2 separate regions of the Rattus norvegicus genome follow, and region 2 is linked to region 1. The links are chromatin contacts, called in public Hi-C maps. All regions are on one chromosome and are shown on one strand. The core of a region is the stretch at or near the end of the contact, and the rest is flanking DNA. Distances in the headings are between cores, read along the strand shown.

Region 1 (5,080 bases), core at 331-2,830:
TCATCAATGGGGTGATCCTTGATGGATTCATAATATGCTGGCATTATTAGCAGGCAGTGAAAGGCAGGAGGTGGGGCCTAGGTGGAAGAAGGTCACTAGAGGTATCGCTATAGAGGTTGGCCTGGCCTCTTCATGTAGGCCAGATTCTCCAACCTTACAATTACATGAACTGCTGCTCTGTAGTGCCATGAAGGACTGAACCCTCTAAAAATGTGAGTCAAATACATCTTTCCTCATTGTGTTAGATATTCTGTCATGGCTCTGACAAAACAGTACAGTGAGTGGTAGACCCTGGGCTACAATGTTAATTAAGTCCGTGCTTGCTTGCTTTGTACTTTTATGTAAGTGGTGAGAACTTACCATGGCTGTAACAAACGCCCACAAAGTTAGATGTAGAAAGCAACTCATTTATTTGGATTAGGGAGTTGTGGAGGTCAGAAATCTAAATTCAAGGTGGATTTGAGTTCTTTCTGGATAGAATCTATTTCTTCCCTCTTTTCAGCTCTCCAGAGCTGCATGCACTCTTTGGCTCATTGACTCTTCCACCCATCACTCAACCATTTTGTGTTACAGCTCCTACAACTAACTGACTTGGAAGCTTTTGCCTCTCCCTTTTATAAGGGCCCTAGTGATTGATTACACAGTGAGCTCCTGGATAATGTAAATTTAATTGCATCAGCTAAATCCCGTGCCATATAAAGTACTATATCCGTGTACTCTGGTGATTAGGGGATAGAGATCAGGAGTGTGGTGGCATTCCTGACCCTTTGATGTGTCAACAAGAAATTAGGGCACTTAACAGTCTGTAGAGATCATTTTTTAGTTTGCTTAAAGTGGATCTCCATCATCATAAGGGCCATCCTTCATAGGTTACCTGCCCCTGATGCACATTAACTATGCTTGAATTGGAACTTTTTTTTCCCCTTTGACACACACCTCACGATACAGCCCTGGCTAGCCTGGAAGTTACTATGTAGAACAGGCTGACCTTGAACACAGAGATCCCTCTCCCTCTACTCCTAAGTGCTGAGATTAAAGACATCCGCCACCAGGACTGGTTTATGTGAACAGCGTTTTGCTGAAATAAAATCGAACGAACACACAGTCGCCCTTCATTTTTATTATTGTCGTCTTGTTACAGAATTACAAGATTACAGCATCTTTGTAGGAAACCATCCCAGATGTCTAAACCTACCGCAGCGTCGTGGCTGTACGAGCAGGTGATGCCCTGGACAGCAGGGAGGCCCTGGCGGTCTCCTTTCCACGAGCCCCCAAGTCTTCTCGAGGCCCTGCCGAGAAGCTGTCGCCCCTACAGTGCAGGCCTCATCACTGTGACGGGGTCTCTTGGAACTATGGACGACAGGAGCGCTGCCAGGACCATCTTCGGCAGAGACTCCGTTCCGCGATCGCCCCGCCTTTCCCCTTCCGCTGAGTCTCTCCCCAGGAGCTTCCGCCCGCGCTCACGTGTGCGCGAGTCTCCGCTAGCTTCCAACGCGTGGGAGGGAGAAATGTGGTGTGGCTGCGCGTGCGCAGAGCGAACGAGAACCCGAACGCTCGGCGCGGCGCGAGAGTCGGTAGCGGCCACAGTTCCCAGGTGAGCGGCTCACGGGCTTCCGCATCCGGTCGGTCTCCAGCGGGCGAGACGCCCTCCTCTGCGTTCGGGGTCCGTTTCCCCGGTTCGGTGCCCGACGGAGGCGAGCACCCAGGGTGGGTACCGCCAAACCTCTACGGGAGGACACAGACTGTCCTCAGCCCTAGACGCCGCCGCCACCTCGGCCTCGCCTGCCCGGAGGGGGACGTGGTAACCGCTACAAAAAAACAAAAACAAAAACAAAAACAAAAAAACGGTAGCCCGGCCCCCAGGACGCGAAAGGAGGCGTGGAGTCGGGGTCCGAGCTCACTGCTGCCCCTCTCCGGGCACTTGAACCCGAACCCACAGGTCTGAGGAACTGTCTTTTTGACTGCTACATCCCAGAGTCCGAAGAGGGTACTGACTAAGGTCGTGGACGAAGCCACAAATTCCTGAAAATCAGGTGTTTGGGCCGATATTTTTCTATACCTAATCTGGGGCCCACTTATGTACATATCGACTACCACAAACGTACAAAATGACATTTTAATGGCAGGTGATTTGTGTATTCTTTCTGGCGTATTGTGAAAGCACTGCTATCTTTATCCAAGTAACTTCCAGGTAGCTTTGACAGAAACCCACCAGAGGGTTGCTATGGTCTCACGAACCGTCATTTGATGTTTACCCTTTACCGATGTGTTGTAAGATATTCTTAACGATCCTATAGAACTACAATTTTTCTTGCCTATTCCCGAATGTCAGCTGAATAGTAGCAATTGGTGTGTGTGATGGGGTGGGGGGGGAGGTTGTCAGATAAGTTTTCCCGGAAATTAAGTTTATGTGCGTATGGCCACTCTTGCCCTGTAGAAATTCTTAATATAAACACTAGAATTTTGACATACATTGGGCAGTGGGCCAACTCTCATGTGGAGAGAGGAAAGTTATCAAAATACGCTGGAAACATGACGGTTTTGTTCTGTTTACATTGGAAGCAAAGATCAAGAATCTGGGCTGAGCCTTAAGTCTCTAGACCTCTTGGTGGGATAAACATTCGTTAAATGTTTACCTAGTTGTTGTAGGTCTTTTTTTTTTAGACACCGTGGATGTAAAGGTGAACAAGACATCTGGAGTACCTAGTCTGGTAAGAGTGGCTATACCTCCCTCTGGCCCCCATCCTATTCTCTCTCCCCTTTTTCAGAGGCCGATGGTCCCTAGCTCCAGAGCTCAGATGATCCTCCTAATTCAGCTTCTCTTATATCTGGCTTATAAGCACATTGCCAACTCTATCCAGCCTGATGAGGAGACTACTGTAGGCAAAGTTTGAGACAAATCTATTCTCTTCAGGTTCTGCCGTTGGACCCTGGAAACAAATTAGATAAGCCACAGGACAATTTCAGGTGCCATTCACCATTTCTTTTGAGAAATGATCTTATTTGGCCTGGAACTCACGAAGTAGACTGGCTGGCCAGCAAATCCTTAAAGACCCACCATCTTAGCACCAGACTTATAAATGCAGGCCTATGCCCTCTCCTCCCCCCAGGTGGATCACTGAAGCTATTTAAGCTTTTCTATCTCAACCAACCTACTTCTGCATAAAATTAAACATACACTTCAGTAAGATGTTACGTGCCGGTTAGTAAGATGTACTGATTCTGAGCAAATCATTAATAAGAACTTCTGTTATTGTAACCATTGCTTTTTTTTTCTTTAATAAATTTAATCAGGGGATACATTAGTATTTGCAGAGGTTGGGAAAACCTGGAGGAGTTAGTTCTCCTGTTCCATCCTGTACATCCAAGGAATCAAACTCTGGCTGGCAGGCTTGGTGACAATTAATGACCCAATGATCTCAGTGGTCCTAAAATGACTTTTTGTTTATGGTTAAGATACATTTATTTCTTCATATTCTGCAATCTATCTCATAATTTGATGATTTTTTTTTTTGGTCTACTACGAAATTCTTCAATTTCAAGAAAATTACTTTAGAGCTAGTACAGTGTTTTCTTAAGTTTATTTAGTGCCAGGTCTATCCATTTGGGAAGTAATTATAATATTGCCCTTAACACTTGAAACTCCAGTACCACTCAATTTTCAATTCTCTTATATTACCATTTAGTAACAATTTCAAATTTCTATAGATCGGTGACATTTCAAACTCATGAATGAGAACCCCCCCCCATAAGAAACAGGTTTTATATCAAGGCCCACCAAACAATATATATAAGGATAGAAATGTTTCATGAAACATTACTCAAAATGTATCATGCACTTTTCAATTTTTATATTACTGTGCTTTAATGATTAGCATGGCCTACTGCATTTATCTTACATTGGGTTTTGACGTGGCTTACAATGTTATAGGTTGTGCTTTGAAACTCGTCTTTTGAAATTTAAGGAAACATAAAAGCCATTTTAATTGCAAAGTTATTAACCAAAAATGATAGAGGAGGGAAACAGGCAACTCTATTTCTGGTCTTTATCTTACAAAAGAAAGAAAGAAAGAAAGAAAGACAGACAGACAGACAGACAGATAACATTTAAGGAGGGGAGCTACAGATTGGGTTATAAAGGTATCTTCCATTTATTCAGTGAATATTTTGACTCGTTTAATGCAAGTGCCTAGAATGATATCAGTAATATTCTGGGGACCCTGCCCTAACTGGCATTTCCTCAGTTTTAGGCCCTCCTTTTTATTATATATTTATATGCCTAAATTTCTAATGTGTGCTCTTCCAAACCATTGTTTATGACTCTTTCTTTATGTGTGCCTACTGAAGAGTGCAGCATAGTTTACTGTTACTTTATTGTTGCTCATTCAGTCCTGATTTTTAATTCAACACTATTTCTTTATAGATCTTAATGTATCTTTTTATGTGATCTTGATATTTTACGTATCTATTTCCTCTTCGACATTAGTAGAACAACTTGTAACTCATTCCTGTTACAGAGCGTAATATCTGCATCCTTGTACATGTCCCTGGGTCACACCGCTAGAAACTGTGAGAGCGAGCTTTATGCCTGGGTATGCCTGGTTTAGTTTCTCCTTTTTCATCACAAAGCATATTTTCACTTATTATTGTATATACACTGTAGTTGTCATAGCAATGGGAAATGTTACAATGCAGTGGAATCTCTTCTAGCAAGTCAACATTTATATCCCTTCAATTTACTTAATCTATATTATTCTTAATCCAGTACACACACACACACACACACACACACACATATATATATATGTTGATTAGTTGTAACTAATGAGAAATGGCCTGACCCATCCTGCTTTGTTAATTTCAGCTTCATAGGTAAAAGTGTGAAACTGCCATTCTTAAAGTTAATGCATGTGCATGCACACACACATACACACACACACACACACACACACACACACACACACACACACACACACACACACTAGATGCTTCTGTTTGTTTACTGGTGCTAATATCCCTATGCCTTGTACAAAGACTTTAGCAGACAACTCTGCCACAGGTCATAGATATATTTGTAGTA
Region 2 (5,189 bases), core at 517-3,016, 170 kb before region 1:
CATCAGACCGGCTTGTGCATAGCCTTTGTGAGACCAAACCAGGAACAATATACTTTGCAGGTTAACGTTTCTGTTTGCTGTTAAAACAGTTAAGAATGAGTTCCTATTTGTCCTGTACAGGTTAAGGTTTCTATTTGTAGTTAAAGAATACGTTCCTGTTTGTCCTGTGTTAAGTCCTTCCAAGCTGAGGTTTCTATTTGGAATTAAGGATGGATCTGTTACTTCCTATGTAAACTGCAAAATGTCTTTCAACCTACACTAAACTTGCTACCCATTCACATGGTGTAACTTTGTTCCCTCCCTTTCACTGCTTTCTGGTTTTGTTTTTGTTTTTAAAATGTAAAACAGCTCTCTCTCTCTCTCTCTCTCTCTCTCTCTCTCTCTCTCTCTCTCTCTCTCTCTCTCTCTCTCTCTCTCTCTCTCTCCCTCTCCTGTGAACACTTTATCCCTCCTATAGAAAGGACCTCATAAAGGCGCTGGCAAGGGATGCTCTCTGAATTCCAATTTAGAGACAGCCAGCAGGCTGGTACAGGCGGGGCACACCCCAAAATACAGGTTGCTTTAATTGGACAATCATGGATTTGTTCTCTTCTCCTCGAGATTCTCAGGTTTAACACCTCACGAACGGCCATCTAACATTCGTGGAGTAGGCACTCTTTATTTTCCCCATTGAACTGATGGCTCCACAGCTAGAAACCATGGTATGAGTTTGAATCCTCTTCACTACGTTCTTGAGGCAACGCTGCCCAGACTGGAATGAAACTCCTGGAATTGAGGGAACCTCTGGTCTAGCCTCCAGGGTGGCTAGAACCCCAAAGCCCCTTTAGTTATTTACCAGTGTAGCCCCAGGGCTTGCACAGCCAATGCCTTCAACTTTGTCCCGACCTTAAACTCTTAAGTAAGACTTATAAAGCATCTATTCACACATTTTAAAAAATGCTTTGCAACCCTCTCCTTCTGATCAGGTAGAACTAGGAGAACAGACGTTAATAGGAGTAAATCTTGGTTTACAATCAAGTAGACACGAAAATCGTCTCAAGCAGACGATTTTCCACTCAAGCAGAATACGGCAAGTTCCCTTCAAAAAGTTTGGATAAGAAGGTTCTTCTGTTAAAGCCCTGCCCACTACGTCCTTGCACTTTACTCAATAAATCCTTTTCTATGCCAAGAAAAAAGAAAGTTTGGCTAAAGGGAGAAGCTGCAGAAAATAAACGAACTGATGTCTAAGTTATTCCCTCTAGGGAAAGGTGGCTTGAAGTTGGCAGGTAGCTAAGGAAAACCCAGGTCCGCGAGGCCGAGTCACCTCTCCAAAAAGGCACCTAATCAATTCCACAACCAGGATCAGATCCCGGGTCGGGGATCACGCCACCGCCGAGCTTGAAGAGCTTGGGGCCACGCGCCTGTGCCCGGGCTTGAGCCTTTGGCACAGCTGCAGAGGCGCGCGCCGCACAGTTCCACAAGCTGCAGCTGGCGCTTGTTAGGCCATGTTGCCGTGGGAACGGAAGAAACCATTCCCAACATACTCCTGGAGGCCCTCAAAACATTCGAGTCAGCACAGCGCGTTTGCGAAGATGGAAGAAAGTCCTTAGAATACAAAAGTCTCGGCCAATAAAATCTCTCGAAACCAAACCTTTTGTTTCCCCTTCATCGGCGAATAGTTTCTGTGGTGGTACGCCCCGAGATGGTTGGTGTGGGGCATTCTGGGAATTGTAGTCCGTCTGCTGGAGCCTGGGCGTTGACGTCACTTCCGGGACGACCCTGGCTTGCACGAAGTAGGTGTTCTTGCCTTCGCCAGTGGTTCCTGGTAAGTGATTCTGATTGCCAGTGACCTTCCTGTACTTACCTCTAGGACTTCGGCAACCGTTAGGAGCAGGCCCCTAAAAGGATCTGCTCCTGAGGGACCAAAAGTCACGTTGCAAAATTGCCTCTCTTGGATCTCTTGCGGCTTGTGCCTTAGCAGCACTGGTCACGCGACGCGCACCGAGTCAGTCAGTGCCTCTTGACAGTAAGACACTGTCATATTTGGAACCTGTGAAAAAGAGCTTTTGATTTTGAAAAACTAGGCCTAACTTCCTTAAAATAGTCTACTCCTTTCGCTTACGTGGCACAACCCTCTCAGTTTTCCCTCGGTCTTCTAGCTCAGCCAGGTCCTGCCATCTGTACCTTAGATGATTATCTTCTTCAGCTTTTATATTCTGAGCTTTCTCTCTGAACCCAATTCATAAATCTAGTTAATTGCTTCCATTTAAATAGATCATTCAAACTCAGCAGATACAAAGCTGGCTCATCATTTCCTGTTTTCCCCGCAGCACTCTTCCTTCAGAATTTCCATCTCTGTTGATAACCCACCTCACCCCTCCTTGTGCCCACCAAACACTTAACAAACTTGCCTTGCCTTAAGAACACACAATCAATAATCAAATCCGTTGGTTCTACTTCTGAATGTCTGTATTATCACCGTCTTTAACATCTTTTACCTCTGTCCTTGCTGTGATCCAATTGGGTCATAGTCCAAGTGGTCTTTTGTTTTGGTCTTTTTGCTAAGGCTTCTTTTAGGGGCTACCTACCCTTCAGATTTCAGCTTAAATATTACACACACATACATAAATATTATATTAAATAGAGGATCACGATTTAAACGCCTAAAGAGACCCTGGTGCTTTCACATACAATTTCTTAAGGAGTTGTCATAATAACCCTGGGAAGTACTGTATCTTTTTTCCGAATTTACAGAATAGACACAAGTGATTATGTTAGCCAAAAAATCATACAGTAAGTATCTGAATACTTGCTTATCTTTTCAATCTTCAGTTTATGTAAGTATTTTTCTTCAAATAGTGTATTCTAAATTTATCAAACTTCTTACTGGTAGTGCTCACAGTATTTTCTAGTCTTTTTTGGGAGGGTTGTTTATAAACAACAGTAGAATAAATGGACCACGTTATGTTTTAACCTCTTTCATTGTTTACTTAGAATGAATGTAGTGGAGTGATATTGGGACATGTGCTGTACTTTGAACAGGTTACAGTGTATAGAATAAATAAAAGCTGTCACTCCTGCAGAAATGTGACAAGAAATTTGCAAAATAAAAAGCTGCAACAGTACCTACTTCATAATGTTCTGACAATCAAAGGCAATATATGCCCAATGTTCGGTCATTAATGCAGTAGGTATCAGTACTAGCTCATTTGTTTCAGAATAGAGTTTGTCTTAGTGAATGTTTCACTGCTGTGAAGAGACACTGTGACCAAGGCAACTCTTATAAGGACATCACTTAATTGGGGCTGGCTTACAGGTTCAGAGGTTCAGTCCATTATCATCAAGGTGGGAACATGGCAGCATCCAGGCAGGCATGGTGCAGGAGGAGCTGAGAGTGCTACATCTTCATCTGAAGGCTGCTAGGAGAAAACTGGCTACCAGGCAGCTAGGGTGAGGGTGCCACACCCTGGGCCAAGCATATACAAACCATCACAGGGTTCTTCTGTGTTAGAGTCTTTTGGATTGCTGTAATTGACCAAGAGTTTAGTTGGGGTAACAGTTCCAACGTTAATGCCTATGGGGAGGAGTGGGTAAGCAGAGGCATGTCATGGTGAAGCCTCTGGAGCTGCAAATGAGAGCTTGATCCACAATCAGGAGGCGGAGAGCATAGTAGGAATGGTGGGAGGCTTCTGAAGCCCCAAAGCCAGCCTCTATGACACACCTCTCAATCCTTCCCAAACAGTTCCAGCAGCTCAGGACCAAGAATTTAAACATGAGCCTCTGGGGGTCATTCTCATTCACAGCACCACAGGTTCTTGTGTAATGTCATTCTTCAGTGTTCAAGACATATTTCAAGAACTTGATAAAATCTTTGAAAACTTTCCTCAAGATACCCACCACACACACACACACACACACACACACACACACACACACACACACACACACGCACACATTATGATACAGGTCTTTTATTATATATATCATTTGTTACCTGAAACTCAACATATGGATCCAAGCTAAGAACTGCTAGTCTCTTCCATTTTGCAGATGCTTTTTTCCCTCTCTGTCAGTGGCAACCATTGTGCACGCCAAGTAAACTCTAACACTCTCTCCGGCTCTGTGCTCTTCTCATTGCTGCAGTTAGGTTCACATCCTGTATCTAATGGTGTATTTTCTATGTGAAATCGCTCTTAGACCTTTCCAATGATGAGTTCTTCCAGCTTGTCACCATCGGTAGTTCTTTCCTCCCGCTGGCCTAGCTGCAGTCTCTCCGAGTCAGACTCAGTGTTCTTGACAAGTTTGGGTTTTTTTTATATTTTTAAGATTCATTTATCTTATGTAGATGAGTATGCTGTCGCTGTCTTCGGGCACACCAGAAGAGGCATCAGATCTCATCACAGAAGGTTGTGAGCCACCATGTGGTTGCTGGGAATTGAACTCAGGACCTCTGGAAGAGCAGTCGGGGTGCTCTTAACCACTGAGCCATCTCTCCAGCCCCCTCTTGTCATGTTCTTAAACTAGTTTATTTTTACCACTGATGATTTCATGTCATTGCTGAATGCATCAAGGGTCTAATGCTGACTGCAGTGGTTCTGAGCCTCTTTTTCACATTGTAGTCACCATGGAAGGAAGCAGGGGAGGCCTTTACGTGTTCTTGTGCCTGGGACAGCCCTATGCTGTCCCAGAATCTGGAGGCTTTGGCCTCCCAAGTGTCCCTAGAGAACATCAGTATGGGATTAAGGTTTGAAAACTTTTTGAAAAGAATTTACAGGGGTTGTTGTGTGTTCACAATGTAAGAAATTAACTCATGAAGTAAGTAGAAGAATCTAATTAATGCCATGTCCGAACTGAAGTGTATTCTAATTCATATGAAGATGAGTTTGTCTTAGCGTTTAAGGGAAGCGTGGTTTCGTTTGTTCCAGGTGGTTTCCCCAAACTATGATCTATGGATATCCTCTTCAGAATAAGAGGTGGTTTCGATCTGGCTTTTCAGCTGGCGCCTCCTAAAGGTATGTGTTCCAAAACATCTTTTATCGTAGAATTTATAATATATATATATGTGTGTGTGTGTGTGTGTGTGTGTGTGTGTGTGTGTGTGTGTATAATCCCTCCATTTTGCCAAGAAAAATGAGTTAATGAGATAAGAAAAATAAACTCAAATTAAATGGGATTCAACCGATATTATATTCTAACTCCTTTAGCAGCTC

Evidence for each region. Hi-C and Micro-C count contacts between places; a contact is called where the count stands out from the background.
Region 2: a Hi-C map of liver shows a contact between it and region 1, with 3 times the contacts expected there. The contact joins the promoter of Ufsp2 here to the promoter of Cfap97 in region 1. A contact is called at or near these places in 1 of 12 Hi-C or Micro-C datasets (liver) and 1 of 1 datasets of contacts at active chromatin or transcription factors (oligodendrocytes).

Annotation. Positions count from the first base shown.
Region 1 is chr16:52,853,500-52,858,579 of GRCr8, reverse strand. It overlaps Cfap97 (cilia and flagella associated protein 97), which reads left to right and starts at 1,580. Exons shown (of 6, transcript NM_001014001.1): 1 at 1,580-1,707.
Region 2 is chr16:53,020,169-53,025,357 of GRCr8, reverse strand. Ufsp2 (UFM1-specific peptidase 2) reads left to right here and starts at 1,766. Exons shown (of 12, transcript NM_001014142.1): 1 at 1,766-1,804; 2 at 4,905-4,991. The coding sequence starts at 4,928. Cfap96 (cilia and flagella associated protein 96) reads right to left here and starts at 1,735. Exons shown (of 8, transcript XM_006253170.4): 1 at 1,631-1,735.